Regions from separate parts of the Mus musculus genome. Here all the other regions are linked to region 2. The links are chromatin contacts, called in public Hi-C and HiChIP or PLAC-seq maps. All regions are on one chromosome and are shown on one strand. Each heading gives the region's core, a stretch centred on a gene start, on an enhancer-like site or on the middle of the called end of the contact. The rest is flanking DNA. Distances are from core to core; before and after follow the strand shown. Region 1 holds the start of Amotl2 (angiomotin-like 2). Region 2 holds the start of Slco2a1 (solute carrier organic anion transporter family, member 2a1). Region 3 has its middle 9.5 kb from the start of Gm46150.

Evidence for each region. A called contact is a pair of places that touch in the nucleus more often than the background predicts. HiChIP or PLAC-seq counts read pairs in DNA pulled down with a chosen protein or histone mark.
Region 1: a contact with region 2 is called in an H3K27ac HiChIP or PLAC-seq map of extraembryonic endoderm stem cells. The contact joins the promoter of Amotl2 here to the promoter of Slco2a1 in region 2. A contact is called at or near these places in 5 of 39 promoter capture datasets (the 3T3-L1 cell line, embryonic stem cells and liver), 3 of 484 Hi-C or Micro-C datasets (the HL-1 cell line, embryonic stem cells and pancreatic cancer cells) and 3 of 115 datasets of contacts at active chromatin or transcription factors (embryonic stem cells, extraembryonic endoderm stem cells and pancreatic cancer cells).
Region 3: a Hi-C map of embryonic stem cells shows a contact between it and region 2, with 2.2 times the contacts expected there. The contact joins the enhancer-like site here to the promoter of Slco2a1 in region 2. A contact is called at or near these places in 1 of 39 promoter capture datasets (hippocampal neurons), 1 of 484 Hi-C or Micro-C datasets (embryonic stem cells) and 2 of 115 datasets of contacts at active chromatin or transcription factors (extraembryonic endoderm stem cells and pancreatic cancer cells).

Annotation. Positions count from the first base shown.
Region 1 is chr9:102,716,179-102,719,975 of GRCm38.p6, forward strand. Amotl2 (angiomotin-like 2) reads left to right here and starts at 1,626. Exons shown (of 10, transcript NM_019764.2): 1 at 1,626-1,724.
Region 2 is chr9:103,007,075-103,011,079 of GRCm38.p6, forward strand. It overlaps Slco2a1 (solute carrier organic anion transporter family, member 2a1), which reads left to right and starts at 1,413. Exons shown (of 14, transcript NM_033314.4): 1 at 1,413-1,641. The coding sequence starts at 1,546.
Region 3 is chr9:102,691,549-102,695,057 of GRCm38.p6, forward strand. No RefSeq gene overlaps it. Among named protein-coding and RNA genes, the nearest start is that of Gm46150, 9.5 kb to the left of the region's middle. Within about 2 kb of position 1,538, at least 18 of the 459 cell types and tissues checked have an H3K27ac peak or open chromatin away from gene starts, as enhancers often do. A contact at or near this core is called in embryonic stem cells, where this site is marked.

The DNA.
Region 1 (3,797 bases), core at 376-2,875, 290 kb before region 2:
CAAGTAAAACATATACACATTTTTTTGTTTTCTTTTTAGGCTTTTTGTTTTATCTTATATGTATGAATGCTTTGCTTGCATGTACGGTCAAACACCATGTAGGTGCCTCGTACCAGCATAATTTAGAATTGCCTATCAGATCCTCTGGAACTGGAGTTACAGATGGCTGTGAACCACCAGGTAGGTGCTGGGAATCGAAGGCACATCCTCTGTAAAGGCAGCAAGGGGGGTTAACTCCTGAGAACCCCTCCCTTTTAAAGGAAAGCTTTATACAAAAATAACCACATCCCTGACTATTGAGTTTGAAAGGTTTCTTGTCCTTGGTCCCCTCCAGCAAACTTAGGAATTGAGAACGCCGAGGGAAGGAGGGGGTTGGGCCCGGCAGTCCCGCAGCAGAAATTGGTCCTGATTCGAGGTGGATGGGACTGAGGAATGCACGCTCTAACCAGAAAGAGGGTGGGGGGGGCGGGGAGGGGAGGGAGTCAGAGCAGCTAAGCTGGAGGAGTCTCCTGGGGAAGTAGAAGGGTCCAAATGACAAAGGAGTCGATTCCACACCAAAAGCCAGAGAAGCGGAAGACAAAGAGGGTTGGCTAGGTGTAGACGAGGTGGAAAAGACACTGAAACTCGGGACAGGTAGGTGGAAGCAGAGACTCTCTGCCTTGTCAGGTTACGGAGACCGGATTTTGAAGACCAAGAAAAGGGACCTGGCTTCATTGGCTACTCTCTGTGTGACCCTAGGCAAGTTGTTTAGACTCTCTGAACCTTGGTTTCTTATTTATTACAGACATGATAAGAGCACCGTCGGAGGGTTACTGGAGTCGGATGGCCGAGTAAAAAGCAAGTGGTGACCCGCCGCGTGCTTGGCTTAAAGATGAGCGGAGTTAGGGAGGAGTTGGACCGAATGCCCAGTGAGTGGTTGATTCATTTAGTTAGGTAGTGGGTTAAATCCACCAGATTTTCAACCCAGATTCACACACTTCCTGTAGAGGCAGGATTAAAAGAGCTGGCCAAGGTGTTTGTAAACAATAAAAGTGCAATTCAAAGTTTGCCGCTGGGGGGTGAAATAGTAGGAGTTAGGAAAGAGGCTGGGCAGCGGCGGGCCGAAACATCGTTTCGTCTGCAACACTGTCAAGGCTGGGCGGATGTGAACTGCTGTGCAGTCCTCCCGCCATTTCCAAAACGCCACAGACCCTTCTTACAGCCACCATAGGGGCGTGAGAGGCTGATCCCTGGAGTCGTCCCTCGGTGCCTGTAGGAATGGAGGGTGAGAACCCGGTGCGGGCAGTGGTGGGGCGATCTTGGGACGAGTTGGTTAAGACACTCCCAACAGCTAGGACACAAAGCAGGGTGGCAGGGAATGAATGCCGCACGGCCGCCAGAGCCCAGAGTGGCAAGGGGACAAGGCTGAGGCCAGCCCAGCGGCCAGCCGCAGCGCCGCCTCCCGGGAGGAAGGCGGGGGCTGGCCCGGGGAGCGGAGGGAGGCGGAGAGCGGAGGAGGGCGGCGCGCTGAGAGGTTATTTGTGGTTCGCTTTGATCCCGAGGGGGAACCTGAAACTCTCACATTCCTGGCATAGCAGCCGCCTCCAGCGCGGGCTGACCTAGAGGCTGCGCACTGGGGCGCGAGCAAGCAGATCATCGGCGCCACCGACTAGTGCGCACCTCCGTTGCTGACTGTACCTAAGCCGAACCGGGTCTGCGTGCGCCGGCAGCCGCGGGCCGCAGCGGTAAGCAAGGTGCCGGGCACTCCGGGCAGTGCGCGAGGCCGGCGGGGACGCTTCCCAGCAGCAGCGGGACACCGCGATCAGTCCGACCCTTTCTGGAGATCGGAGCTGGGGTGGACGAGCCTCCCCGGGAGCGGGAGGGGAGACTGTGAACCCTTTCGAGGATCGATCCTGGGTGTCTAGCCTAGACTGCTCGCGCTTTTGTGGGGGTGAGGACACCATTCTCCGACCCACTGGGGCTGGAGGAAGGACAGAGGATCAGTGTTTGGGAGTGTGCGTCTCGCGTGCGGGGCAAGTGAAAAGCTGCGGTAGGCATATCTCGCTGAATTATGAGGTTACCGTGGCTGCTTTGTCTGGATTGGGGATACAGGTGGCTTTTACCCTCAGCTAGCTCAAGAATTCCTCTTTGTCTTCCTTGGAAAATCCTCTGCGGAGCCACGAACTGGCTCTCACTTAGAAAGAATGCAGCCTGCTGTCCAGTCCGGTGACGTCAGCGCTGAAGTATTTGGAAAACAAAGAGGGTTAGGGAGAGAGGCGTACCCGCGATGCTTAAAGACCTCTCGCGGTTGCGGGTTTTGCTCGCCCGGGGCGCTCGGGCAGCCACCGGTGCTAGTGGTCTGCCTCGGTAGAGGTGAGTAACGCCGGGACCCTGGACTGGCCTGGTTGACTTGGAGACTAGCGTTGGTTCCTTTTGCTGGAGTGAGCCCAGGCCAAGGCCAGAGACCCGTGTTTGCTTAGAAAGGTGGCTGGTTTTCCGAGTGCAGCGCTCCAGTGCAGCCCAGGTACAGCGCCCGTGTAAGGAAGTTGATTTTCAGTAAGTGCTCTTATATAAGTATTTGAAAGAAAGATTGTGCATCTAGGGGATTCGATTGGGACGTTTGTGCGATGAAAGGCCTCGGAAATGTTCGGTGCTCCGAGAGCCTGGCTCATAGTCGGCGCGCCTGGAATCTGCCGGGAAGGCTCAGCATTCCTTCTAGCCGCTCCCGGATCCTTAGCGCGAGTCAGCCCAGACAGTGATTAACTTAGGAAATACCGCGTAGAAAAAGCCGCGTGTGAGCAGACTCTTCAAGTCTTACACATTGCAGGGTGCAGTTGGGGGGGGGGGGGAGGATTAGTTGCTGGCTTGGGTATCGTCAGGGCTCATTACCTTTCTCCAGCTCTGCCAACATACCATTCCCAAACTGAGGTAGGACAGGGGGCTAGCATTAGTATGGCACAGAAAGGGGCCACCACCCCCTTCCTTTGTCTCCCCCCTCGCCTCATTACCCCATCAACTGGCATAGGTAGTTGTTACTAATATCAACAGAGATGCAGAGGGATCATCCCCTGTGTGCCTCTAGCATACACGTAGGGAGGGGTTTTTCTAAGTAGCAAATGTGTGTGCCAAGAAAAGAGGTTGGTGGTCATGGAAAATGTTTCCCTGGCTCAGTTACTGCAAGCTCCCCTCTGCCTCCTCACCAATTTCCATGGGGCTTCTTGTGCTGCTCACCTTGCAGAGTGGCTGCTAAGGTCATCTGTGACAGGGAGACTCAGATTTATTTTATCAGCAGCCTTTGAGCCCAGGGTCTGGCTCACGCGTCTTTATTCTAAAGAATCAATGGAATTATTTGCTTAGGGCTTCTTTCTGCTGGGCTACATTCTTTCTTTACCGCCTGCCAGTAAACTGGGAACCCTATTGCTAAGTGGTTGAATTTGATGGACGCCTGTCCTACAGTTTGCCCATGAGATTGTTTGGGGTAATGGCTGACTGCCGGGGACTGTGATATGAGATAGCCTTCTGGTTTTCTGTTGTATATCTGTAAGATCAGCTAAATCTCCATAAATGTTACAATGATAAGCATTTGCCAAGGATTTATAGCATACCAGGCGCTCAGCTTCTTACATTTCAACTCCAAGAGACACACTGTGTGTGTGTGTGTGTGTGTGTGTGTGTGTGTGTGTACATATATATGTATGTATATACATATATGCATATATATATTTATATTAATGGCAAACTAAGGATCAGAAGCTCAGTAACTAAACTTAATCAATAGATGGCCATATTAGCACTTGCATCTGGGCCTGTGTAAAACC
Region 2 (4,005 bases), core at 163-2,662:
TAGTTCTATTACTTCCTTGCAGTGTGGCTTTGGTCCCTCTAATTGATCCCTCTGGCATCCTTACCTGTAAAGTCCAGATCATCAAAGCAACCCTCTCTCACTTAGATCTAGCACTGGTGGTACAAGAAATCTACATAGCATCAGGCACAATCCACCATGGATGGGGCCTTCTGTGTCCAGTGTACACTGTCACCTCTAACTACCTGTGTCCCACGGTGGTCCAGTGAGCCAGTCTGTCTGTACTTTTCTCTGCAGGTGAACAAAGCAACGAAGAAGTTGCCCACTGTCCAACAGCCTCTGGATTATTGCTGTGTCCAGAGTCCTTGGCCTCGCTTGCTAGTGCGTAGGAAGAAGTCCCCAGACCGACCAGACCAGAGTTGAGAAAACATCAGCCTTCAGAAATAACGAAGCAGTGGGCTCCATCCTTCACCCATATTGTTCTCCATATTGACAGCATCTTTTCCTGGGCTGGGCTGGAAGAGGTGGTTCTGCCCAAGACAATAGAGTAGGAAGCTGGAAGGGCGCCTCCTCCGAACTGCCTCAAGAGCTTTTGCGGGATCTATTTTGTCTTTTTCTGGAAAAGGCTCACCTTCTTTCCCTAAGGTCCCAGTCCAGGAGAGGAAAAAATATCTTGCTCACTCCAGCCTCGCAGAGGAGGTCAGGGTTGGGGCAATCCCTGTCAGACCAGCGCTTCCTTTTGTCCCAACCCCCAGCACTTCAGGCCAGACCCGCTGACACTCGACAGCGCCTGCAGTTTACCTTGGCTCCGGTCCAGTGAGTTTGAGCCCAGCCCTGGGGCGGCCCCCACCTCTCCACCTTGTTACGCCTTCCCACCCTCCTCTGCAGCGCAAAGAGCAGTTTAAATATAAATCAGTCCTCAGCACAAACAGAGCTTGGGCAGCGAGTCTCAGAGCCATCACCGGAACCGAGGGCCCAGGTTTGCGGAGCGAGTGCAGACACGCAGAGCCCTGCTCTGGACAACCCCAAGAGCCACAGAGACTCCTCGCTCCCTTCCATCACCCCGTGCCCCTCGAGTCCACTCTAGCTCCCCACCCCTTCCCCAGTGCCGCGCCCACCTTAAATCCCCAGGTTTCTCCTGGCCTGCAGCCTCCTGCCTCCTCCATACGCGGTCTCCTCTTCCTCGGGGACCCGCCATCTCCCCACACACTACCCCCAACCCTCAACCCTGGCCAGCAGGACCTGATAGGCAGCCAAGGCTCACCCAGCTCGAGTCCCAGAGCCTCTGGGCTTCCGCAGCCGCGACTCCAGGACCCAAGACACCTGCCTGGGGGAGGCGACAGCGGCTGGGCGGGGGCTAGCAGCACCTCTGACACCCGAGGAAGAGAGGGAGGAGAGAGAGCGCGTTTCATCATCGCTGCCACTTATAAAAACTTCTGGGCGCTCACTCTCTCGCTCAGTCTCCACGTCTCGCTCCCCATAGCCCGGCTACCGCCGCTGAAGCCTGAAGCACCCAAGTCCCGCAGAACCTGACCCCGGCCTGTCGCCACCACCTTGGCCCGGTCAGGGGACGTCGCCTCAGTCACGATGGGGCTCCTGCCCAAGCCCGGAGCACGCCAGGGCAGCGGCACCTCCTCGGTCCCAGCCAGACGTTGCTCCCGCTCGGTCTTCAACAACATTAAGGTGAGTAGTGTTGTGAGTAGTGTTCGTGTTCGGGGCAGGAGGGCGGCAGAGTGGGTGACACAACCTAGGACGTCGATGAGGCCAGTCCGGGAGCTCTGGGTTGCACCCGGCTCCCTTCTCTGTCCCCGGTGCCACATCCGTGGGGCCTGGCCCGGCGCGTGAGCGTGAGCGTGAGGGGGCGACACCTCTCTCTCTCTCTCTCTCTCTCTCTCTCTCTCTCTCTCTCTCTCTCTCTCTCTGTGTGTGTGTGTGTGTGTGTGTGTGTGTGTGTGTTGCGCGCATATGCTCATAGGCTCTCGTGGGGAGTAATAATCAGAACAGACGTAACTTTGTAAAGGGGAACTGTCCTGTTCTTCCATGGAGAAAGAACACCTCCAGGGAATTCTGTTGGGTCTCTGCTGTGGGTATGCGCTCTTCCTTAATGAGAAGGGATGCAGAGGAGTTTAGCCAGCACCTTGTGGGCAACAGGCTGTGGGCAGCCTGAGATGCAAGTCAGAGCACAGGCACCTTGTCTCAGTGGATGGTAGAAGCCTGCATTCCTTGCCTGGGTTTTCATCTTTGCAATAGTTGGGAGTCGCAGATTAGATTGCTACCTGGCTGCATAGCTCCCAGCAGTTTTGAGGATTCCCCAGCTCTCCTGGTCTCAAGAAAACAGCAGGCACTCGAGGTTTATGGAGAAAGGCCACCAGAGGTGCCTGTGGCCTGAGAGTTATGAGGAGTTAATAGAAAAAAGAGGAAGCTGTTAGCATGAGAATGCCTTCTTTGGTAAGGGTCAAAAGTAGGGTCCACTTCCCCCAGGTCTTGAAGGACCTGGAATGGTTGCGTCCTCACAATATTTGGGAGAGAGGTTCCTGAAGAAGGTATCTCCTGGAAGGGGCTAGACGACCTTGGTCAGACATCCAGGCGCCCTGGGGTCCGGCAAGCATATGGTGCAGAGAGATTATTTCCCACAATTCCTACCTTAGATGTAATGGGTGCCCAGACCTCACATGGAAGGATTGGAGAAATGTGAACAGGCTATGTGTGTCTAACGGAAAGAGACTGGGGTTTGGGGGGTGGGGTGGGGCAGAGCGAATGCCACCTGCATGTTCTGCCTCAGGCTGTTACTGGTAGAACTGGGGTTCCTCGTGGGGATCCCTCTTTTGTTACTACCACCACCACCACCATGGTTTTAAAGGGCTACCTTGATTTCCCATTGGAATATTCCTAACACAGAAAATTGGAGGTAATTGAAAACAGTCCTCAGATCTCCTCCCCTCTAGCCAGACCTGGATGGGAATTCCATTTATTATTTTGGTTCTACCAATTTAGAGGGACTTGGAGAATTATGGAGATTTTTTTTAAAACTTGCTAATTAGAAGGAAAGGGTGTGTCTAAAGGATGGGTGGTCTCAAAGGAATGGGATTGTGGCAGCACGAGAAGGAGGTCACTCTCATTTTCCCCAAGAATGGAAAGAGAGGTGGCTGTCCCAGGATTCCTGATGGTGAGGGTGACAAGAGTGACTCAGCACCTCCAACCCCTAAGAATAAGTGGGTGGCAGCCATTTCGTTGAAAAATATAAAAATAAGATAAAACCCACATTCATATGCTGAGATTCATGCCTGAGACCTGGACCTAGGCCAGTTGGCCTCAGAAGGGAGAGTCAAGAGCTCTTATCAGTCAAGAGGTTTTGAGTCTGTTAAAACATTTCCTTGGTTGGAGGATAATAAGCATCAGATGACAGGCAATTTGGAGAGCCCCCACCTTAGCCAGGTTCGTCCTGGAGACCCTAGGCACACCTGAGTGGAGATCCTAGCTAAGCTTTTTCTTGCTGGTGACTCTATGCCTGGGCCTTTGCTATTCGAAGGGAGATTTTCTCCTCTTGATAACAGGCTGGGTGATTACCTTATACCTTCCCAGCAAGGGAAAGGTGACACAAGTGACACAAGTGGGGCAGGTGACAAGGGACATCCAGCCCAATAGCTTGTCACTTTGCTGGCATCTTTGTCACTGGGATGGACTGTCAAGAGCGGATGTTGCTATAAACCCATGTGCCACATGATCTGAGGGAGGAGTAGAGTCTGAGAATACAGATCCACGGCCCAGCCCGGCCACACTCACTTCCTGGGTCACTCAGGACAGACACATGGCTCACCTTTCTTGGCCCTCTGGGGTCCTTTTCTGAAAGAGTGGGTGTCATGAATAGTTCCCACCATGCACCTCAGTAAGAATGCCCTAGGGTAAGAGTTAAACTGGGCCTCCCCAGGGTGAGCCCCACTTCTGTAAACAAGGCATCGCATTCGATGTTGTCCAGGAGCTCCGGTTTCAATGTTAGACCAGCTCTGAATGACGCCCTGGTCTCCATCCTTGACACCACACTGTGAG
Region 3 (3,509 bases), core at 288-2,787, 320 kb before region 2:
GCAGAAGAGTGAAGAGCAAATGGGGCCTTTTGATAACAGACAAGAGAAGTCTCACCCTGTTTTATGCTGAGAGTCACTTTATTTTATGACACCCTTTGTCCTACCTGAAGCAAGTTTTGGGGGTGAGGTGTCTCAGGCCATTCTGAGAGAGGCTGTAGTTATTTAAAGCATTATTGCACTAAGGTTCCTAATGGGTTAAAGGTAGGAAACTTTTCATTTTCTTCTTTCTTTCTCTTTCTTTCTTCCTTCCTTCCTTTCTTTTTTTTTTTTTCTGGCCTTCTTTGACCCTAAATCTTCTAGAATTTCCATCAATAATTCTCCCTACAAACGGGGTACGGGGCGGGGCGGGGGAGAGCATGAAATCAGACTGGAGGGAAATACTGGGAATGCCGATGCCTGGTGTTGTATGGACTTTCTTCTGGAACAGAACCGAATCCCTTTCACAGAGGGGTATCCTCTCTACAAGCTCAGTGCCCACACCACCTCCCCGGGTTTCAAGCACATATGTTCATGCGCCTCAAATGTGTGCAGATAAAGAGGTACACCTGGTGCGCACACCACGTGGTAAAAAAAGAAAAACAAAACAAAACAAACAAACAAAAAAACCTAACAAAAACCCCCAAAGTCTCCTTTCACAGGTTTCCAGATGGCAAGATCTGTTCTGCTTCCCTGCTCGGCCTCCCAAGAAAGGCAAGGCTTCCAACTCAGACTCAGGGTCTCTAAATTTGGCCTTCCTCCTCAGGAAAGGAGCAGTGACAGACAGTACTGCAGAAAGACTTAGGAGCCGATGGGAAAGTGCCAGGCCTGGTAAGCGGGTGACCCGCTCCTGAGTTACCTGCTGAAGGCAAGACCCAGTTCCCCACCTTGTCTAGTGAGATCTGAGCGGAGAGGGTTAGTGGCCTACCATGAACAACAACAAAAAAGAGGCCTTTTTCTTTCCTTTCCATTTCCTTTCTTCCTGCCATTTTTATTTTGTTTTGTTTTTGAGACAGACTCCCTGGTTAGCCCCAGCTGGCCTTGAGCCCCCCTCCCCTCCCCCCTCCCCCTCTCCCTCCCCCCCCCCTTCCCAAATGCAGGGATTACAGGGCTTGAGCACTGCACCTGGTTAAGGCCTCTTTCTGGTTCAGCATTGTAGGCCAGCTTCCGCTGCTGAGACTGGGGATTTGTAAAACAGCTGGGGCACTTCTGGTCACTGTATCAGGTCCCTGGGCCTGGAAGAAGGCCCAACTCCCTTGAGGATGGTCTTCTAGCAGAAGCATTAGATTGCTAAACTCATACAGCACCGAAGCTGCTGGCAGTAACTGCTCAGATAAGTCACGTGGCCAGAGTTACCGTTAACAGCTGAAACGTTCCCCTCAAAGAGTTGTGTGTTAAGGGTCTGACTGACAGCTGATGTACTGACTGGATCATGAGGACTTGGATGTAAGCAAAGGGTTAATTCTCTGAGAAGTTCTGAACTTGACCTGGCCCTGTTAAGGGGCAGGGCCTAGTTTAAGGAAGTAGATCACAAGGGGTTTATTATGGACAGGTGTGGGAGCTGGGGGAGGGAATTGCCCATAGCCCCGTCTCTTTGTCTGTTTCTAGGTTTGGCTGTTACAATGTTCACTTCACCTCTTGTCCAAAGCAACAGAGGTGAATAAAACCTGTGAAACCAGGAGCCAAAGGCATCTCACCACAGTTTAGATTGTTCATATTGCGTTTGTCACATGATGAAAGGTGACCTTCACATAGCCCAACCCAAAGTCAATGTTCACTTCTGACAGGAAGCAACACCGTAAGCTGAACCCTCCCAGGAAGCAAAGAACCAGTATTTCTGTGTCTTCTCTGCATCGTTTTCTGGGATGACAACACCCATCCCTGGATCCTAAGTACTAGGATGTAGTTTGGTCTCAAACTCACTGTGGAGCCTTGGATGCCCTTAAACCTCTGATCTTCCTGCTTCCATCCTGGAATGCTGACCTTACAAGGGAGATTCTCCACACCTGGTTTATTCAGTGCTAGGGAACTGAACTTCCTACGTGCTAGGCGAGCTCTCTACCAACTGAGCCCTAGCCCTAGATTCTTTGAATCTTGATGATCCCCCAAAGGCTCTAGTGTTAAAGGCTTCGTCCCCAGAGTGGTGATATTAGGAGGTGGTGGAACCCTTCAGAGAAGGAGCCGAACTTGACCTGGCTGTTAAGGGATAAGGGGATGTGGACCTGTTGTCCTTCTGGTGTGTCTGAAGACAGCTAAAGTGTACTCATATAAATTAAATAAATAAATAAACAAATAAAATAGACAAGAGCTAATAAATATTGAGCCGTTGTTGTGTCCCAGATGCTGTTGTAAGCATTCTGCCAAAACAAATTCCTTTAATCTTAGTATTACTTGTACCCATTTTACAGACAGGACAACCTGAGGTACAGAGATGCTAAGTGACAGGTTTGAGCTCCATAAAGGAATGACAGTGCCAGCGTCCTACCTGGCATCCTAAATGCAAAGGCATGCAGTATGGCAAGTGAGACTTGCAAAGATGATGTGGCCACAGGGATACAGAAGTGGGCCTGTCAAAAGGTGGGTTCTTCATCCACGATTCTGGCTGGCTGGCAGCATGCACCCATCATTCAGGGCCTAGTGAGAGGTCCTTGGGTCATTGGAGATATGTCCTTGAAGGGGATTGTGGGACACTAGTGTCTCCTCGAAGTGGGAATTTCTGGTTGTCATGTGATGCAGACTCACGTGATGTTTTTGCTGAGGTAAGACCCAGAGAGGACACATGATGTTTGGAGAGAGTATAAGTAGGACTCGACGGACAGTGACCAGATGCTTGCATAGCTAGATGTGCAACTCTTTGTTGGTCTTCTGTCTAAGCTGATCCCTGCTTTGTTGAGAGAAGCACGGCAGAGAACTCCTGGCGTTCCGGCTGATCTTAGTTGTTCCCACTGACTCCTGCCTATCCGACAGAGACCTGCCGGTTTCTGCTGGATCGTGACACTTTTGAACTGGATTGTTGGTATCCTGACACTACTGAACCAAACTGCTGTTATCCTGACTAACGGAGATTGGAATCACCTCCAAAGAACTACTTCTAAACAGGTCCACATCCCCTTGTCCAATTCACCATCTTTTCTCCTCTGCCTTTGGACAGTGGGCTAGAAGGGGGCTCAAAGCATTTGAGAACCCTTATTGAAGTAGGCTTGGAAAAAAATCTAAGCCTACTACCCCTCCTCATGCTCCCATTTTGCTTTCTGGTGATGAACTGAGCAGTTTCGCTCCACCACACACTCCTGTCTCGTCAAAGCCTAAAAGCAGTGGGTCTGCCTACCTATGAACTGGACCCTCCAAAACCATAGGCCAAAGTAAACCTTTTCTCTTTATACGTCCACTAGCTCAGATATTTTATTACAGTAGTGGTAGGATGACTAACACATGTATTCACTGACGATTTCCTAACTTAACAGTCCAGTCTGAGCTCCAAGTACCCCCAACATCCTACAATTCCCACTCCACCCACACTCCCACACCCCAAT